3 separate regions of the Mus musculus genome follow, and regions 1 and 2 are each linked to region 3. Evidence: chromatin contacts called from public HiChIP or PLAC-seq and promoter capture Hi-C data. All regions are on one chromosome and are shown on one strand. Each heading gives the region's core, a stretch centred on a gene start, on an enhancer-like site or on the middle of the called end of the contact. The rest is flanking DNA. Distances are from core to core; before and after follow the strand shown.

Evidence for each region. HiChIP or PLAC-seq counts read pairs in DNA pulled down with a chosen protein or histone mark. Capture Hi-C pulls out chosen DNA fragments and counts their contacts.
Region 1: a contact with region 3 is called in a promoter capture Hi-C map of adipose tissue. The contact joins the promoter of Sdc3 here to the promoter of Zcchc17 in region 3. A contact is called at or near these places in 5 of 39 promoter capture datasets (cranial neural crest, embryonic stem cells, hippocampal neurons and 1 more), 1 of 484 Hi-C or Micro-C datasets (embryonic stem cells), 6 of 115 datasets of contacts at active chromatin or transcription factors (bone marrow-derived macrophages, embryonic basal ganglia, embryonic limb bud and 2 more) and 4 of 9 other capture datasets (adipose tissue, embryonic stem cells, liver and 1 more).
Region 2: an H3K4me3 HiChIP or PLAC-seq map of embryonic basal ganglia shows a contact between it and region 3, with 2.8 times the contacts expected there. The contact joins the enhancer-like site here to the promoter of Zcchc17 in region 3. A contact is called at or near these places in 1 of 39 promoter capture datasets (embryonic stem cells), 2 of 484 Hi-C or Micro-C datasets (B cells and uterus) and 6 of 115 datasets of contacts at active chromatin or transcription factors (embryonic basal ganglia, embryonic midbrain, embryonic stem cells and 1 more).

Annotation. Positions count from the first base shown.
Region 1 is chr4:130,791,053-130,794,202 of GRCm38.p6, forward strand. Sdc3 (syndecan 3) reads left to right here and starts at 1,485. Exons shown (of 5, transcript NM_011520.3): 1 at 1,485-1,750. The coding sequence starts at 1,619.
Region 2 is chr4:130,860,391-130,863,493 of GRCm38.p6, forward strand. No RefSeq gene overlaps it. Among named protein-coding and RNA genes, the nearest start is that of Gm22660, 4.1 kb to the left of the region's middle. Within about 2 kb of position 1,336, at least 111 of the 459 cell types and tissues checked have an H3K27ac peak or open chromatin away from gene starts, as enhancers often do. A contact at or near this core is called in embryonic basal ganglia and uterus, where this site is marked.
Region 3 is chr4:130,358,374-130,361,688 of GRCm38.p6, forward strand. Zcchc17 (zinc finger, CCHC domain containing 17) reads right to left here and starts at 1,619. Exons shown (of 8, transcript NM_153160.5): 1 at 1,503-1,619. It overlaps Snrnp40 (small nuclear ribonucleoprotein 40 (U5)), which reads left to right and starts at 1,759. Exons shown (of 10, transcript NM_025645.2): 1 at 1,759-1,976. The coding sequence starts at 1,833.

The DNA of each region.
Region 1 (3,150 bases), core at 235-2,734, 430 kb after region 3:
TGGTTGTCAGAACCAGGATTTGAACCCAAGCACTTGCTTAACCCAAAGCTAGAGTCCCTCAGCTCCTGGCTATGCTAGTGATAAAGCCAGTTCCTGATTCCTAGGCAGGTCAATCTTTTCATGTTGTATTCTTCAAGGCATCTTAGCTTCAAATGCCAAAACGCATCGAATGGGATTGATTTAAAAGACTCTTTGTGAGGGCCTGGGGATGTAGCTCAGTTGGTGGAGCACATGCCCTTCTGCACAAAGCTCTGGGTTCGGTTCTTAGCACAGCACAAATTGGATGTGATGGAGGTAGTAGGAATAGATGTTCAAGGTCATACTCAGCTACATCACAAGTTCAAGGTCAGCCTGAAAGTCCATCTTCCTTAAAAAAAAAGTGTCAACATTTATTTTTATCATTTTTAAAGGATTTATTTTTATTATTCGTGTGTATGTGTGCACACGCGGGCATGCGTGTCACACCTCTGCACATTAATGCAGGTGTCCTTGGAGGCTAAAGGTATTAGATCCTCTGAAGCTGGAGTCACAGGGCGTTGTGTCTAGCCTGGTGTGGGTACCGGGAACTAGTCACTTACATCTTTAAGTAGTATGCTGTATCTCTCACCAGCTCTCCCTCCCCTCTTATATTTGAAAATACAGAGACTCAGTATGTAGCCCAGGCTTTGAGATCCCTCTGCCTCAGCCTCCTAAGTCATGAGTACTGGGGTTACAGGCAGCTACTACTCAGGCTTGGCTCGTTCTCAGCGATCTGTAAGCCACAGAGTGGACGCCCCCCCCCCCCCAGGATGTCTACCGAGGTTAGCTAGGCAAGCCTTGCATACCTGTGATGCCCCAGCCTCTCACTCCCTCTGGGGAACCCATCTCACACTCTGCCTTATATGGTGCGGAGCTTCATGCTCTGGGTTTCTTTCCAAGGACACATGGCCATCAAATGGATAGTGCCGATTGCAGGGACATCAAAGGGTGTCCTGCTCAGCTCACATGCCAACTAACCAACGCCTACCCTTACCAGCCTCCCCGGAGACCCCTTAGTGCAACTGAGCCCCTGTGAATGGGAAACTGGAGACTTCACCAGCGTGTGAGCAGCAGACGCGTGCTGGTGTTCGCCATGCGTGCCTGTAGCTGACCCAAGCCCCTGCTTCCTGAACTCAGGGTGGCTAGGGGCCTGTGTCTCTCAGACAAACAGGCCAAGGAGAAGCTCAGGAGGACCAGGGGGAACCCCGAGTCGGGGTCCTCTGACACCACCCTACTGGGAGCAGAGAGACCCGGGGTGCTGTCTGGAAGAGCAGGTTCTCCCGCGGCTCGCACACGGCGTGCTTCGCGGATCCACAGTAGGGGGGCAGACGTCAACGCCCCTCGCCCCCCCCCCCCTGCGCGGGGGGAAACTGAGGCCGGGGGCGGTGTCGCGTGCCGGTGTCGCCGCGGCCCCGCCCTCCTGCTCGCCCCGCCTGCGCGGGGGGCGGCGGCGGTGGCGGCGGCGGCGGCGACGCTTCCTGCGGGCGCGGCCGCTGTGGGCGCGGAGCCGCGAGCGAGCGAACGAACGAGCGAGGCGGAGCCGGCGGCCGAGGAGCCGAGCGCAGGTCCCGCGCAGCCCGCGCCGCGAACAAAGGCCGCCATGAAGCCCGGGCCGCCGCGCCGCGGGACCGCACAGGGGCAGCGCGTGGACACCGCCACCCATGCGCCCGGGGCCCGCGGGCTGTTGCTGCCACCGCTGCTGCTGCTGCTGCTGGCCGGCCGCGCCGCGGGGGTGAGTGATGGGCCCCAAGAGGGTCCCCAGCGTGTACCCCGCGTGTCTTTGCGTGTCCCCTCGTCGCGCGTGCCGCGCTGGGTGTGTCCCGGTCTCATGGGGTCCCCTCCCCGCCGGGAAGCGTGTGCGTCCGGTATCCGCTGGGGTCGCCTTCTCCCCACCCCCACTCCATCCCAAGCTGCCTGCAGGGCCTTGGGGGCATTGGAGGAGGAGGGGGTGGGTCGATGAAGGTGACCCGCGAGGGTGAATGAGGGTGACCCTGTGTGTGTGTGTCTGCTTCTAAGAAGGGTGCGTGGGCACCTGTGGGTGTGGGCACGGGAGAGGCTCTGTCCATATGGCTGGATGGCATCCGCATCCCGCTCCACACTAGGGTGACCCATTCTGCACGCTGTGTTCCACCATGGCCAAGGCTGTGTGACTGTGGGTGAGGGGGTGTGTGCTTTGACCCATGGACCTGTGTGAAAGCACACGTATGTGTGTGCAGGTGTGTAGCGATGGTGGACCTGGCTCAGCTCCCACCCCAGAAGACATGGGTGTGTGTGCCATCAGAGGTGGGTACCAGGTGACCCCTGACTGTCCCTTTGAGAAACCGAAGTAGCTAAGGGATTGAACTTGGTTCTGGTTTCACTAGCAGAACGGGAGGAAGAGGGTCGGTCCTGCAGGTGGATGAGCCGGGTCCCTGCTCTGAGGAACCCAGCTCCCAAGTGAGTTCTGAGTTGACAGGTGTCTAAATGTGGGCTGAGTGAGCTGGGGAGTTCTAGGTCCTACCCCCATGTGGCTGACTCCAGGAGCAATGGCTGTCCCTACCCACTCAGATGACCACCAGAGCCCAGGCTGGCCGGCACGCCCCTTCTCTCCTAAGCAAGGTGGCCAGATTGTAGGGAGGCAGGCAAGACTCTGAGCTGCCCTGACAACTGTTAGCTTTGGGGAGGGGACCCCAAGATAGTACCTGGTGGTCGGTTCATGCCTTGCCCTTTTTTTCTTTTCTTTTCTTTTCTTTTCTTTTCTTTTCTTTTCTTCTTCTTCTCTCTCTCTCTCTTCTTCTTCTTCTTCTTCTTCTTCTTCTTCTTCTTCTTCTTCTTCTTCTTCTTCTTCTTCTCCTTCTTCTTCTTCTTCTTCTTCTTCTTCTTCTTCTTCTTCTTCTTCTTCTTCTTCTTCTTCTTCTTCTTCTTCTTCTTCTTCTTCTTCTTCTTCTTTTTCCTTTTTTTCCTGATGGGGTGAGGGGAGAGGTTCCTGAGCAAAAGGCAGCACTACCCACACTGGCAGTGGGAACTGCTTTTCAGCAGCATTATAGAAAATTACCCTTGACATCAAAGATCTGGTTTCAAAGTCCAGTGAAGACCACCACCCAATCACAGTGAGGTCTTGAGCCAGCCTGGCCACTCCTCTGAGTCCCAGCT
Region 2 (3,103 bases), core at 86-2,585, 500 kb after region 3:
GTGAGAGAGAGAGAGAGAGAGACAGACAGACAGACAGACAGAGACAGAGAGAGAGAGAGACAGAGACAGAGACAGAGATGGGCAGAGAGACAGAGAGGAGGAGGGAAGTGGGGGAGGGGTTGAGGGAGAGGGAAGAGAGAGAGACCATCCTTAGACCTAGATAGTGGCTACAACATTACCAAAGCTGTGGGAGAGGAGGTGTGTGAAGGGGAGGCAGGAGCAGGTGGAGGCTGGGTCAGAGAGATGATCCTGGGACAGGGTTTGGTGGGAGCTCACTGTTGGTGGGCTGGGATCTAGGATGAAGTTCTGTGCCAGGTGCTAGAGCTGGGGTCCGGGAGAGGAGGGGAGGAGGGGGAGAAGAGCGTAGGAGGAAAGGAGATCTTTTTCAGTTTAGTGCAACTGGTGAAGCTATCGTTGCATACACAGATATGGATGCCGTGAACCGTCATGATGGCCCTGATTGGCTGTCAGGAAGCTCCCCACCCCTCCAACTTCCTAGGTAAGAGGGGGACAGCGATTTAATCACCTGACATGGACTGTCCCCATCCTTTGTGCCTACATTTCCCGCTCTGGCTAGGGGGCTCAGCATTTCTCTACCCCTCTCAGTGCCTGCAGAAACTGGTCTCCGGACTCCCTCCTGTCCATCCTTCAAGGCAACCAAAGTACTTGTTTCTCTTATCACAGGTTCCCACACATCACGACCCCTCCTCCTCTTCCTTGGGTGTGGTTCAGAGCTCCTTGGCATCGCTTTCAAACCCTATGGGACCTTGCTCTTGCGTTTCTATCCGATTTAGGCCAACTCCTCCTTTTCAGTCTCCCCGTCACAGCATCTAATTTCTTGTGACAACGCCCCAAGTGCCTCCCGTCCCTGGTCTTAGCACGGGATGGAACCCTTTCCCTAGTCTTTATTGTCTAGAAAACTTTAGCTCTGCTTTCCTGTCTCCCAGAAGCCTCCACAACCAGTGGTTGAGTTGGGGTATCTCAAAGAGTACCCATGGGCCCTTAACAAAGGCTTGCAGGGCACAGACTTGGAGGGACTCATATATCTGTGCAGAGGCCAGCACTGCCCTGCGTGGTTATGTGTGCCTGTGTCTGCAGGTGCCTGTGTAGTGACAGGGTGGGGCCAGGCACAGAATGGAAAGAATGGTTGTGGCAGAGAGGTGGTTGGTGCCGTTAGAGATGTTCTGGTTCCTGCTGGAGCTGCTGGAGCTCGCTCGGCTTTTCTCTTGAGGTCCCAGCAGAGGTCCCTGGAGTTGAATGGGAATCCCCGGGAGAGAAGAGGGGAGCCTCCTCCTGGCATCTCTGCGCAACGCCGGTCCAAACTGTCATAGCAACAGCGCGCACCGGCGCAGGGGCCAGCCAATAGCAGGGTGTTCCGGTGAGGTAATGCCCAGGCTTGGCAGCCTATTGGTTCCGATTTTTTGCCCACGCTGGGATCCCGGGCGCGGGTGGAGCAGGCTAGGGAGCGCGAGGAGCGCGTGCTCAAACCCAGGCTCCCTGCGCGTTCTTGCATGTGGCCTTGCGCGCGCACGGGCTCTCCCTTGGTCCCCTTCACTGTTCTGGATCTGACCGCATCTTCCTCCTCTTTGTTTTTAATTATCTGGATCCTTCTGTGACCTTCCCGGTGTGTTTTAGGGCCTTGGTGACTCCTGATGACTGTCCTCCTGTCTCCGCGCTGCGGCTCCTAGTCTTCTCCAAACAAGGGCGCACTGAGGGTTCCTTGACTTGCAGCCAGGAGGTGACTCACCACCTCAGACTGCAGACTGGCCTGGCCAGTCTCAGGGGCACCTTCTTCCATGGGAAGCTCTCATCCTGCAAGCAGACTCAGGTCCAGAGACCGAGTTGAGCCCTGGACTGTGCTAGTTCACCAGGTGTTTGTAATCCAGTCCAGGGAAAAGCAGGGCAGGTTGTGCTTTGGAGAAGGGGCAGGCACAGAGATGGGCATGAACTTCAGCGAATACAGCAACTATAGTAAGGGTAGTTAGACAAACGTATATGTCAAGGTAGCTGGACTCTGGCTCTAATCACACATACCACGGTCTGTCCAGGAACACAACATGCCCCTCTGTGCCACATTCGTATTTGGCTTTATTCTCGGGGAGAGTCCAGGGATCACAGGTTTATCTGGGAAGCTGGGAGAGACCTCAGGTCCAGAATGGCAAAGGACTCACCTGGAAGGATCAGTGTGGCCGATGTGGGCAGTCCAGAAATACACCCACATCAGGGGGCCTGAGCAGGGCAAGGTCCAGCACTAGATTCATGCAGCAATGGAGACTGTTTTGCTCAGCTCCTATGACCAGCTTGAGGCCCTGTATGACTGGGGAGGGGGCAGACACTTGTTGACGGAAAGTAAGCACTAGAGGGGGTGGTTCCAGTATGTGTGTGTGTGGGAACACATGATGACGTGGGTGTGCTCCTATGGTGGAGAGGGTGGGGCTCTGCTGGCTTACTTGCAACAGTAGGGACAACCATGGGAGAACCACCACGCGGGAGAACAATAATTGTGGGAGAGATGCTCAGGGCAACACCTACTATGCTGGCTTGGAGTGTGTGTGGTGGGACTCATGGGGCAGATTCCGGAGGAGAGGTGGGCAGCGCACCTCTGGAGTCAGAGAGCTGGGGGTAGGGGTTGGGGGATGTCCAGCTGGGGCTGCCATGGGGGGAGTTGTGGGCTGGGGTTACCTGAATGAAGGGGTGGGTAAAGAAGTGAGACTCCTTGAGGACAGGGATGCTGAAAGGGGACTGTGTCCCAAGGAGACCTGGCTTGGGTTGGGTCGCAGATGGACTCTGATACTGGCTTGTCATGTGTCTTTGAGCCAGTTACTCTTGTCCTCAGGAATACTGTCTCTGCTCTGTTAGCAGAGCCTCTCAGAGGCGGAGAGAGACGGTTTCGAGGGCTCTTCTGTTTTCTGCCCCGATGACTACTAAGAAATTGCTATTCTATATTTATACTCTTTATTATGTTTATTCTGGGTATAGTGGGTGTACCTGTGTGCACACGTCACAGGAGGGTTAGGCGCTTGCTGCCAAGGCCAACGACCTGAGTCCAATCCACAGAACTCACGTGTTAGAGGGAAAGACTGGATTCCCACAAGTTGTCCTT
Region 3 (3,315 bases), core at 369-2,868:
AACCCTAACTAAGACACGCTTACAAAGGACTTGGGGTTAGAGTTTCTAGCACTCAATCGTAGTTCACATGCTAGCACTGGGCATTCCTAAGGGACAAATACATACATGCACCGGGGAGGCAGAAACAGGTGGATCTGAGTTCAAGGCCAGCCTGGTCTATAGAGTGAGTTTCAGGAGCTCCAGCTACATATTGAGACCCTGTCTTAGGGGAAAAAAAAAAAGAAGATGAAACAATGTGTCACGCTAGCAGCCTGGTATGGGTTGAAAATCCCAATGTTGCCCAGGCTAGCTTTGGTTTTGTTGCTTTTGGTTTTGAGACCTCCTGTCTCAGCCTCCAGTGTTGGGACTAAGAGCATCATCCAATCTATTCTGTCCAATTTACTCCCCTGCTATCTCAAGATACTGTTAAACCTGTCTTCAGTCACAGCTCCAGCTTGGTTCTCACTGGCATTGCTGATCAGAACTACTGTTCATGCTCCCGAAATGGTCTATTTACTCCCAGTAAACCTCTTATCTTTCTCCAATCTCATCACACCATTAAGCCTGAGGGATCAAGTCCTCTTTTGCACCACATTCTGGAGGAGAGAGAAAACTATCGCTGGCTTCCTATTAATTTTAAAGTAAAAGCTTCAACTTCCTGCAAATCTTCATGACTTCCAGGTTCATCCCATACCATATTCACTTTAAGCTAGCGCTCTCGCTCTCGCTCTCTCTCTCCCCCCACACCGGCTCTTTGTGTCTCCCTCATCTTTCCGACTGATAGAACCTGCTGTTCTGTGCAGAACGTTCTCCCTTCCTCTCTTCCCCTAATTAGAACCGTCCCATCAGATAGGAACCGCTCAGATGTCTTTTCCTTTAAAAAGCCTTCAAGTTTATATTAGTAACTCACAGCAAGAGGCATCGCTTGTTTAGGTAGTCTTCCGATCAAATGGTTTTTGTTTAACATCAAATTTGTTTAACACGTTTCCCACACTCTGGGGTAGAGGACCATATTTCTTCAGAATGACCCCCAAACGCACTGCACAATAAATATCATTTGGACCACTTTCGAGAAGACCTGGCACGCAAGCATGATTGTTCGATTTCTCAACTAAACTGTGCTTCGGAAGAACCATCTGATACTTTCCTCATCACTGGCTGTCTCGGGGACATAAATTAAAGCCCTTTTAAAAAGACGGCTAAATCAGTGACAACTAAGTCCGCCGCCTCAGCCAAGTCCGGCACTGAAGCCTGGAGGCCAGGACTCGGGCCAGCACAGAGCTAGACGCAGAATTGGCATCCTGCAGAGCAGCTGTCAAGGGATAGCCGTCTGAGGGTTCGAGTCCTGGAGCCAGAGATGCCAAAGCTCCGCTCCAGCCTACCAAGGGACTTCTCTTTCCGGCGACACCTCCTGCCACCCCATGCTGCTAAGGCTGATAGCTGAAAAGGGCAGGCTCAGGCCTATCACCACCTCGCACCTTCCAGATTGGAACAGCCACCCGCCTGATTCCCCACACACTCACTCCGCGTCCGCGCCTAGCAGGACAGCCGCTTCATAGCTAGGAACGCCAAACCTGCTCCGCTCGTTCTCACCCACGATGCACTGCGCGCCCGAGGGGGCGGGGGAGAACGCCAGCTCCGCGACCCAATCCCAGAGTCGCCTTCTCGTGACGTCATCAGAATGGGACCAATCACAAGAGTGTATTCAGAGGGCTTTCCAGAAGGAAATGTTAGAAGCCAATTGGTTGCTCCTCTCCGGAAGTTCTGGAGGAAGAACTCAGTTGGAACCAATTGCGCGGCGCCTCCGGTCGGCGGCGCGGTTAGTGGCGGCGCCGAGGAGAGTGGCTGCCGCCATGATCGAGCAGCAGAAGCGTAAGGGCCCGGAGCTACCCCTGGTTCCCGTCAAGCGGCCGCGACATGAGTTGCTGTTGGGAGCGGCAGGAGCCGGCCCCGGAGCGGGGCCGCAGCAGGCGACTCCAGGGGCATTGCTGCAGGCGGTAAGTGGGGAGTCATCCCGCCTTTGGCCCTCCGCCCCTCTTCCTACGGATGATGTCGCCTCTGAGGGAACGGAAAGACAGTGAGCCTGAAGTTAAAATAGGCTTCTGTGAAGGTGCCTGGTGTTCTCTGTGTGGTTCATACGTGTTTCCCTAGTAGACGCCTGTTTTCAGCCCTTCAGTGGCATTGAATCATTTAAAACCTTGGCCTCAAAATCAAGACCCAAGCTTCCGCATCCTAAATCTTCAGGGGTTTAGCATAAAAGAAACATTCAGGAAAGTTTGCAGAGTGGACGAATGAATGAGAGGGGAGGCAATGGAAATGAATGATAGCTCGCTTTACTACCTGGTAGAACTTTTTTCTTTCTCTGCATTTATAATTGTAATTAACACTCGTTGGATGTTATCTTGGATGTTTTGCGTGTGAAATTTCCATTAACCATGGTACCTGACTGAAAGAAGCTGTTACTTTGCAAATGGGGAAGGCAAACTTTTTTGTATCCAGAAGATCCATGGCTCCAAGCCAGTGTAGGCTATTTATTATGGCAAAGTCCTGTTGAAAGAGAGAAGAGAAGAGATCTGTGTAACTATGATCTTTTTTTTTACCTTCTTGTTAAAACTGTTTTTATGTCATCTGACATCACTGCAGGTAGAGCTTAATTTAGTATTCCTGGTTTTTGTCTTTGAACCAAGGATTGGTTATTAATCCAGTAGCCAGGGGAATCATGGAAATATTAAGTCACATGGTATACTCTGCTGAAAACATTATGTTGGCTTTCTATTGTGCGTTTTTTTAAAAATCAAATTCTCTGTAATAATCCCCTCCTTACCTTGTTCATCTACCAGTTTTCTGGCATGTCACTTGGCTCAAGACACCGACTTATAATGTTCTTTCTTTCCTTGGTGCTTTTGCTGGAATGTTCTTTTAAATGCCCACATGGTCAGCTGTTTGCTCTTTCAAATCTTTGCTCAGACACCAGGTTTTCAGAGGGGCTTTCCTGACCACTGTGTTTCAAGTTGGAGTGTCCTGTAATCTGGAACCCATACTGTTTCTTCCCATGGCACTCAGCACTGGGTGGCTCTGTGTGCCTTTCTCTCACTTTCCACTAGAATGCAAGGTCTACTGTTTTACTGAGTGCTGTTTTAGGCGTGTGTGTGTGAGTGTGTGTGTGTGTGTGAGTGTGAGTGTGTGTGTGTGTGTTTCATATGTGGGGAGGGGGAACTCAGTGGCCAGAAAAGAATGTTGGATCCTCTGACCCTAAAGTTACAGCCCTTGAAAGCTGCCCATTGTGGATGCTGGGAACTGGACTTGGGTCCTTTAGAAGAGCAGTAAGTGCTCTTA